2 separate regions of the Gossypium hirsutum genome follow, and region 1 is linked to region 2. A link is a contact called in public Hi-C data. All regions are on one chromosome and are shown on one strand. Each heading gives the region's core, a stretch centred on a gene start, on an enhancer-like site or on the middle of the called end of the contact. The rest is flanking DNA. Distances are from core to core; before and after follow the strand shown.

The links. A called contact is a pair of places that touch in the nucleus more often than the background predicts.
Region 1: a Hi-C map of leaf shows a contact between it and region 2, with 1.7 times the contacts expected there. The contact joins two enhancer-like sites. A contact is called at or near these places in 2 of 34 Hi-C or Micro-C datasets (hypocotyl and leaf).

Annotation. Positions count from the first base shown.
Region 1 is chrA02:99,850,546-99,855,001 of Gossypium_hirsutum_v2.1, forward strand. It overlaps LOC121210134 (a long non-coding RNA gene), which reads left to right. Exons shown (of 4, transcript XR_005905250.1): 4 at 759-1,004. Among protein-coding and RNA genes, the nearest start is that of LOC121210138, 7.4 kb to the right of the region's middle. Within about 2 kb of position 1,481, at least 2 of the 9 cell types and tissues checked have an H3K27ac peak or open chromatin away from gene starts, as enhancers often do. A contact at or near this core is called in leaf, where this site is marked.
Region 2 is chrA02:99,713,653-99,718,512 of Gossypium_hirsutum_v2.1, forward strand. No RefSeq gene overlaps it. Among protein-coding and RNA genes, the nearest start is that of LOC121210121, 17 kb to the left of the region's middle. Within about 2 kb of position 2,744, at least 3 of the 9 cell types and tissues checked have an H3K27ac peak or open chromatin away from gene starts, as enhancers often do. A contact at or near this core is called in leaf, where this site is marked.

The sequences.
Region 1 (4,456 bases), core at 231-2,730, 140 kb after region 2:
GTTTATGGGTTTTAATTTTATTGCTTGTTTATGTGATGAATAAGTATGAGTTCATTATTGTTGTCATAACTAAATATTAGAATACAAGTGTAATCAAATCTTAATCTGTTCAACTAGAAATGTTAATGTCCTTTTCTGTATGTTGTCTGCGTAATGTGTGCATTGTTGCATAGCACAAAAATTTTGGGATCTGGTTATAAAGAGAAGGAAGACAGACTTAGCAGTTTTAACTGCGATACTTTTGTACAGCGGTTTATCGCACTATCCTATACGCATATCAGCTCAACTGTATACAGTTACTTAAGTGGCATAGTTCCACGTTGTGGTGTGTAGGGTGGATGAAGCTATTATGGTTCTATATAGTGTGCATGGTGGACGGGCCTACCATAGCCCTTAAGTGGTGTGTTAGATGGACGAAGTGGTGTTTGGTTGGTGGGGTGGAATTTTGAATTGTGCATCCGTTCGCATCTTAATATACGTCTATTTGTCAGAACATTCTGTCTGTTTATGTAATCTTTTGGTTATGAAAAATATAGTTAATGTCATGTGATATGTTCTGATTATTGTGTATGACTGGATCATCATTTCTGTGATTTGATAATGTATTTGACATATTGATTGAGATTTTCGTAAGTGACATTTTTATATCTATGCTTGTCTGAAGTATTTATTGTGTCACTCTGTCTTTTGCCATCTGTTCATGTTTCGGATTCACATTGAGCTTGCGTAGCTCATATTTGTAGTGTCTTTCTTTTCAGGTACTTTCCGTGTTTTAAAGTTGGACTTGACATACCGGAGAACTCAGACAGATATGGTTTGATTCGGTTTAAGTAAAATCTCATAAGTTTTATACGGTAAACTTTAAATCGGTTTGTAAGACGATTATATAAATTGTGGACTAAACTTTAAAAACTGTGGATTAATTTCTGAATGTTTGATACTGATTTAATATTGTTTCAAACATAATAAACAAAAAAATTTTCTTGAATAAATTAAAATTTTTATTTCGGCTACTTTTGGTGGCCCTTCTAGATCGAATTTTAGGGTATTACAATATAAATTTAAGTAGAGTGGTACTATGATGTACATCATATCATTTTAGATATGACATGATAATAAAATCCCAATGTAACCATTAATGAATGGGATCTGCTCAACTATTGACTCAGAAAAGTTTCTACAAAAAGTTCTATTAAAAAATCTATTCTTACTGTTTGTGAGCTTACCGCTCGGTCCCAACAGTTGGGTGTAACAAAGTATATAATTATTTTCATATTCATTAAGTAATCACATATTTACATATTATATATAATTATATTTTAAACAATAATATTATTCACTTGGGCTATATTTATGAATTTTAAATTATTAACATAGCTACGCAAAACTTTAGAATAACGTAAATAACGCGTGATACATAATGTGGGTACAGTGAGTGTGGGGAAGCGGGCCAAAGAAGCAAAAGATGAAATGGTACGGTAAATGGTTGACGAATCTTTGAAAGTGTGAACCCTGAAAATATCCAACTCTCAGCTCTGCCTTTTAGGTTAGCTTAGCTGCCTTTAAACCCCACCCACCCGACACCCCTGTGCTTTTCCTTACTTTTTTATCTGCTAACTCCTGTCGTCTCCTTTGACAACTGCTGCCAGACTCACTGAGTGAATCACTGAGTATGAATGAGGTCATTGTTTTTGGTTGGACTGCGAGCCCCCCACTGACACTCTCCTCCCCTCCTTCGTTGGCTCTCCCTCGTTTCCAAACTTCATGTGAAATATTATTTTGAAGCTGCTTATTGTTTGTTTAAAAATAAGTATCTCAATCTAGTTACTTTAAATAAAATGATTATATGAATTAGTTATTGTTGTTAAAATTTTTGTTTTTTTAATAGATTATTGATACAATAATTAGTGAATTAATTATCGTTGTTAAAATTTTTATTTTTTTAATAGATTACTGATATAATAATTAATCCATTAAATATTTGACATGTGATATTTTTTTGTTATCCTTTTTGTTAAAATTTAAAGATGTTTTTACAAAAAATTTTGAGATGACCAAATAGAATAGTCTTTATTTTAGAATGTGAGTATACTATACTCAAAATTAATTTAGTTTAATATCAAATTGAAGAACCTAATATGACTATGCAAGAAGAGTACTATCACATACAGATTTTGTATTTAAATATTTTATTTTTTGCTTAGTTAACCCTAATAAAAATTCACATGTAAAAATATAGTTCAAAAGTATTTACGTTTAAGTCTACTCTATATTTTTAATTATTAAAAAAAAAGTAAATCTAACGATAATCTAAAAACTTTTCTTGCAGTTGCTTTTCCTTTGTTTTACAAATTGAGATGTTAGCTTTCGGTCAGATTACTATCCGCCTTTTCTTCCCTCCTATTAATCATTTTTTTTATTTGTTTCCCTTCTTTTATTCTATGTGCTTTCTCTTTTTTCAGCTCGTAAATTTAGTTTGTAGGTATATTCATTGTATTTACAATTGGTGATGGACAAACGACGGTGGCTGACGTTATTAAATCTTCACTGGTCACTAACAGTTTCTCTTGGAAAGTGGATTGTTGTAGATATTCGAATGGTGGCTATTTGTCAACTTCTTAATCTATTTTTGCTCTGAGAGTATTTCAGAATAATAAATTATTTTATAAGTCGGTTTAGACTCGTGTTGTCTTAAGTTTTATGTCTTGTTTTCTATTGTTTAATAAGCCTTCCATTTTAGAAGTTTCTGTCTTGTCTTATATAAGTTTTTTAGTATTGCTTATGCACGTTGTCTTGCTTTTGCAAGTGATTTTAAGGATAGTTTCGTCGCCATCCTCTCCAATTTGGTAGATGCTCGGTTCTTTTGTTGATTTTGTTTGCCATTTTGGACCATCTAGTGGTCGGTTTCCTTATTGTGATAGGTGCTTATAATCACTCCAGATATGTCATACTTGAGTTGTGACAAAGCCAGTTGCCAATGTGCTATAATGTTCTATTGATGCTAAGATTGAAGCCTTTATCGTGTTGGTGAAACTTGTCCTTCACCGTTGATTGTCAGTGTTTGTTATCCCCCCCCCCAAATTGTATAGTCCATTCATGGAATGAATGAATCAATTTTCCCATTAAAGAAAAAAGAGGACATGGGTTCGAGCGCTCTAAAACATATTTATCCTCTTATTTAAGGGTTGAGAAGGTTAAGAATAATTGTAAGAATTTTATAAAAAAAAAATAAATCAGATTAATATTCATGTCCTATTTGTATTTTAAGACAAAATTTCAAAGTTTCGTTTCTGTTTTTTCTTAAACGTGATTTGGGTTTTTTGAATTTCATTCTTTGTTTGATTGAATACAAGTAGAATATCAAAGCTTTCCTAGTATTTATTATTTTTTTTAGCATTAATCTCATTTTAGGTTTCTATCATATCTGTTTTTTTTGTATAATGCTTAGAACTATAAATAACCCCTTCTCAATCCTTAAATAGGAGGATAATGTGTTTTAACGCACTCGAATCCATGTCCTCCTACACTAGCAACAATATCAATACCAATCGAGTTAAAACTCAATTAACTATTTATTATATTTTAAATTGAGATTTGATTGTTTGCAATTTCAAAGAAAATATTGATTAAAAAAGTTGAATACATATAAATATAGCATTTATATTTACCTTGCACATGTGTCATGTGTGGGTACTTTTGGTTTTTTTATTTGATTAGGTTGTTTCGGATTCTTTGTTAATTATATTTTGTATTGAGTTAATTCTAAATTATAGTTGGTTAGACATACATTGATACTTGTAGTGTACTTGTAATTTCAATCCTCTCAAAAAGAAATTAGTGGGTTTAATAAATGTTTTATATAATGATGAATTTGAAATTTCGATAGTTATTAATGAATATTAGAAATCATGTATTTATATCTTTAAAATATATTAGATTATAATACAATCACAATATGAGTGGAAAAAATGTAAAAAGTATATTCATTATAAGTTTTAATTAAAATGGTAAGATTATATGTTTAAAATCAAGATGTCTTAGATTTAAATCTCATAATTTATAGTTTTTATTAATTTTATATAGAATATCTTAAAAGATAAAAATAACCCTCATAATAATATATTTTATAAAAAATAATGGTTTTTTAGTAGTTTTTAAACTGAGTCGATATCTATTGACTTGTGACATCAACTTAAAAATATTTTTTAGTTAATTTCACCATTCATCCTCAAACTATAACCTTCATTCTAAAGTGGTCGTAAACTTTAAAGCATTCTAATTATAGCCTCAAACTTTTAAGTTTATATCGATAAAGTCCTTCCATTATTAAAATCATTAATTTAACCATTAAATGGCATGTCAAATCTTATGTGGTATAGTCTAAAATAAAAAAAAAATAAGAAAAAAATTGTAGAAATCAATGTTGTAAAAATCTTGGTTTCAAAGCTTTTTTAAA
Region 2 (4,860 bases), core at 1,494-3,993:
TATCTACTTAAACTCGAATTCTCATAAAATTGTAATTCTCTTTCCCCAACTTAGAACCATCATACTCCATAAAAACCCCAATGAAATTCCCAATTTGCAACGCCAATTGTTCAGAGAAAAAACCAAAAGGAATATCATGGATTTGAACCCAAAAGGGTGAAAAAATTAAAGGGACTTTCAATGGATCTTCCCTGCCTTGCAACTTGTATAGCAACAGTCAATGGTTGTTAAAGGTCCATGGTGAACCCTTTAAAACCCTTTCCATATCCATAATATGAAAAAATTTAAACAAATACCTTTTTTCCCCTAAATCTCGAATTTGAACACCACGGACAGGATGTCACAGGTTTGCCATTGTACTTTTCATTGCTGGAAAATAGATGACACTAGCTGTTAAAAAACAACCCACTAATTGAAAGAACCCCCTCTCCCTTTCTGGATCTGTTTCCATTGAATTTGCAAAACCTCATCTTCCTCATTAATTGAAAGTTCAGCAAAATCAAATTCCATAATTGATACTCGTGACGAATAACTACTGTGTGAACCCAAGACAAAAGATGCAAAAGGGCACCACTGCGTCGACCAATTAATACAAGGACAAAAACAAAAAACCCTAAAACCTGCCAGAGATAGCAGACAGAGACATGCTAGAGATAGCAGACTTGGTTTCAACATTTAATATTATTATTAAAGTTGAATTTTTGCGTTAACTAAAATTTTGTTTAAATTTTAATTTATAATGAGGTTTAAATATAATAAATAAGAACATAATTTAATTTAATAAAATAGTTATTTTTAAAAAAATAAAATCTTATCATTAATCTAGTTGACTAAAATGATTAATTTTTTGATATACCTAACCAAATACACATTTCCAGTAAGGCTAAATCCTGATTAGAAAAATAAAAAAATGTTGTCGCCTTTTCTTTTTCCTCTTTTAAACTTCTACAATTGAAAATTGCGGCAAAATAAATTAAGACAAGAAGATGATGTGCTAATTATTGTTGTTTCTGGTAATTGTAGCGGGTTTAGTATCGATAAAGGTTTCTTTTCGAAATTATTTACGGAAATCAACCGCTTTTAAAAATAAAAATGGGATAGATTAAAATTTTAAAAATGCGCTGATGTGAACATATTTTCAAGTGATAATGCAAAAATATATTTCTACATCAGCGTTTTTTTTTCTTTCAGGCAAAAGCGCGCTGACGTGAACGTACTTTTGACTGTGTAATCTCCGGTGGGTTATTTGCTAATTAGAGCCTAGATTTAGGGTTTGATTAGAGTTTAGGAAAATTTAAATTGTGGTATTAGGTTTTTAATTGTTTATGGTTTAGAGTTTAAAGAGAAATTTCTTGGAAAGTATAAATAATAATAATTCAAACAAAAATAAAAATTTTAGAGAGCTTTGAGAGTTTTTTTGAGAAATTTAGAGAGAAATTTAAAAGAATAATAAAGTTTAGTGTGAAAAAATGGGTCAAGGTTTTATACTTTTTTAAAAAAAAAAAAATTTACCGTTGTGGGAAAACATGGCCAAAAGCGAATCCTCGTTAGTGCTTTTTAGTAAAGCGCGTCTACGTAAGTGTGCTTTTGTCTGGCATAAAGAAAAAAGCGCTAATGCGGAAGTGTTTTTTTGTGTTATCTACTAAAAATGTGTCCATGTTAGCGAATTTTTAAATTTTCAGTCTAACCCATTATTATTTTTAAAAACGACCCATATTCATAAATAATTTTGAGAATGAGCCTTTACTGGTACTAAACCCAATTGTTAGCACTGTTTATTTTCAATAGCCTGGAAAAATTAATTTGATAGTAATGTGAATTTTTCTTAGAAAAAAATCACAGTAAAAAGTAAAAAAGAAAATTATTTTTAAGCGAACAAATGATTTCGAATGATCAAAATTCACGAGTTAGTACACAATTTAGTTTTAATAGAATTATTTTTTGATCGATTAAGGCTTTTTAAATTTTGATTAACGATTAATTCAGTTTAAAATTGTTAATAATAAAAAAGGACCAATATATTATATAAGGTCAAAATATAAAAATTAAATAATAGATTTAAATCTAATTGGATTTATACACTGCATTTAAAATCATAATAGATTTACATATTTTTAAATTAAAGTATAAATAAATAAGTAAAAAAAATTGAAGAAAGAGAAGCTTTTTTTTTGTTTCCATGTCAAACTCAAGTTTGGGCGGACGTTATTTGACATCAAATCATCTTATATTCTTCTTGATTTTTTTGTTGGTTTTTTTTTTCATTTTCAAAACTTTCATTTTTTTTTTATTATCACTCAAGTCTCGTTTTTTTTTGGATGTAGTGTTTATTATGATGGTTTTAAATTAGTGTTGTTATTGTGTTATTTATTGTTTTTATTTGCTTTTTTGAATTAAAAACAAAAAAATAATATTGTAATGATAATTTTTTTCATGTTTTAAATTTATTTAAAAAGAACATGTAAAAATTTCTATTAATGTAAATTATTTCAATCAGTTAAAATATTTTGAAAATTTTTTAATTTAATTAACGATTAAAACTTTTATGACTTTTGGATATTAACCCTTCCGGTGGTTTTGAACACACTTAAGTACAACATCGTAGAGACAAGAAGCGTGTTTAAATCACGATCCTTGCAGACGCGTGGCGCCTACCTCAATCGTGTTACATGTCAACCATGCACGACACACTCCAAGCGACCGCAGAGGAACAAGAAAAGCGTAATGACTAAAAAAGGCTAACGGAACAGTAAAAGGCACCGAGTCTACGCCACGCGCTAACAAGGTGGGAGTACTGTGCAGTAACGTGCCTCCTTGACTCACGTGCAAACAACGTGCCCTTCTTGGTAATAATAACATAATAAAAATTAGATTTATGAGACACCCTAATGTAAGTAAAAAAATTGTAAAAATTAAAATTAATTTATGATTTTATTATAATGATTAAGATTTTGTATCATGTTTTGTATTTAAATGTTATTATAATTAAATTTTTATTGATTTATTATATGAAAGTGATAAAAAATTATAAAAATATAATTTTATTTGTATATTAAAGATTATTTTGATAATTTTATAATTAAGTGTTCAATTGACGGATGGCCTCATCTTAATAAAATATTTAATATATATATATTTAATATATATATATATATAAAAGAAAAAGGGTAGACAAGGGACCAAGAAGTTTATACAATATTTAATTCTTGGTTAAATTTTATTATTAATCTTTTCATTTTGTAAAAGTAGTGAATTTAGTTTCTATATTTTAATTTGATTAATTTGAAATAATATGTTTGTTGTATCAAATTTTGGGAATAACAGAATTTAACTTAATGACTTAACATTTATTGTTTGTGAGGATTGAAGTTTTAAAATTTGAAAAGTACAATGACTAAAAATGACCAATTTAAAGTATAGGGACTAAATCCATAAATTTCATAAAATATAAGGATTAATAGCATAGTTTAACCTTAATTATTTTAAGTAGTCAATACAACTTTATGTATTGCTATTTGCATTCTTGATTTTGTATTCACATGTCAACTTGATTCTAGGTTTTGGAGTTTTAACATTTTAATATTCAACTTTAATTTGATTAATTTTAATTCTTTTAATTTTAATTCTTATACTTTTTGAATTGGTCAGTTTTAGTCTCTATACTTTTCAAATTTATAAATTTTAGTGTTGATCAAATGGTAGCAATTAAATTTGTTTGGTTAAATTCTACTATTAATCCTATATTTACGCGTAAAGTTAGAGATTTAGTCCATATTCTCTAACTGGATAATATTTAGTCACTTTATTTTTTTAATTTCAGAATTTTAGTTTTAATGTAAACAAAATCATTTATTCTATTAATTGGTTTTTTAGTAATATGTGAAGATAACAAGTTAACATAGTATTACATATACGATAACATATTTAATACATCAAATTTTAAAAATAACAAAACTTAATGAATTTAATAATTATTAATATATGAAGATTAAAATTTTAAAATTCTAAAATTAAAGTACCAAAAATGACAAATTTTGTCATGTTTAGTAGGTCCTACATAGGTTTATTCTGATTTGGTGCATTTTTCATCAAATTCAAGAGGATAAGTGAACTTTTTTTTTAACCACCTCCGGGTTTAAATACATCCTCAAATGGTAGTTTTGACAACATTTGCTTTTCTTTCAACTATTAATAAAAATCCATCAAAAATCCATCATCTTTTAATCTCGTATATCAAGTGATTCAAGTTTTAATAAACACTAATATATTAATTTCACATTTGCATTTAAAGATATCATTCTCCTCTATGTTTTTCCTAAAAACTTTGATTGTAAACCAAGTAACACATTTGTTCACACTTTGATGCACACTCACTACAACAAGTTCCTTAATGAACAAATAATTATTAGAACTCATAATGCATAACTTATACAAGTTTCTCAATTAATAGATAAGTGTTATAACCTATACAAGTCTCAAGCATATATATATTAATTTCAATTTGTTAACATACTAGATCTGTTACAATCAGTCACCCTATTAAAGTAGCAATTAAAGCAAGGTTAATAAAATCTAAAATACTGTGGAGATAACAAAAATAAAGTCTTTAGATATAATCTAATCTCCTTATTTCAGGGGATCCGATTCATTCCATATTCAAGATATGTTGCTTCAAAAAGAGCTACCACATGTTTATAAATATCAACAAAGATTTTGTTTAAGATTATCAATACAAAATAAGACAAGTAACTTGCACAATGCTAAATGCAATGTACACTGCATGTGGCACTGGTCATATAATTGTCTCGGCACTTATAGTCAACAAACAACGGTTGATAGACCTTGTACGAAGCTTTCGCC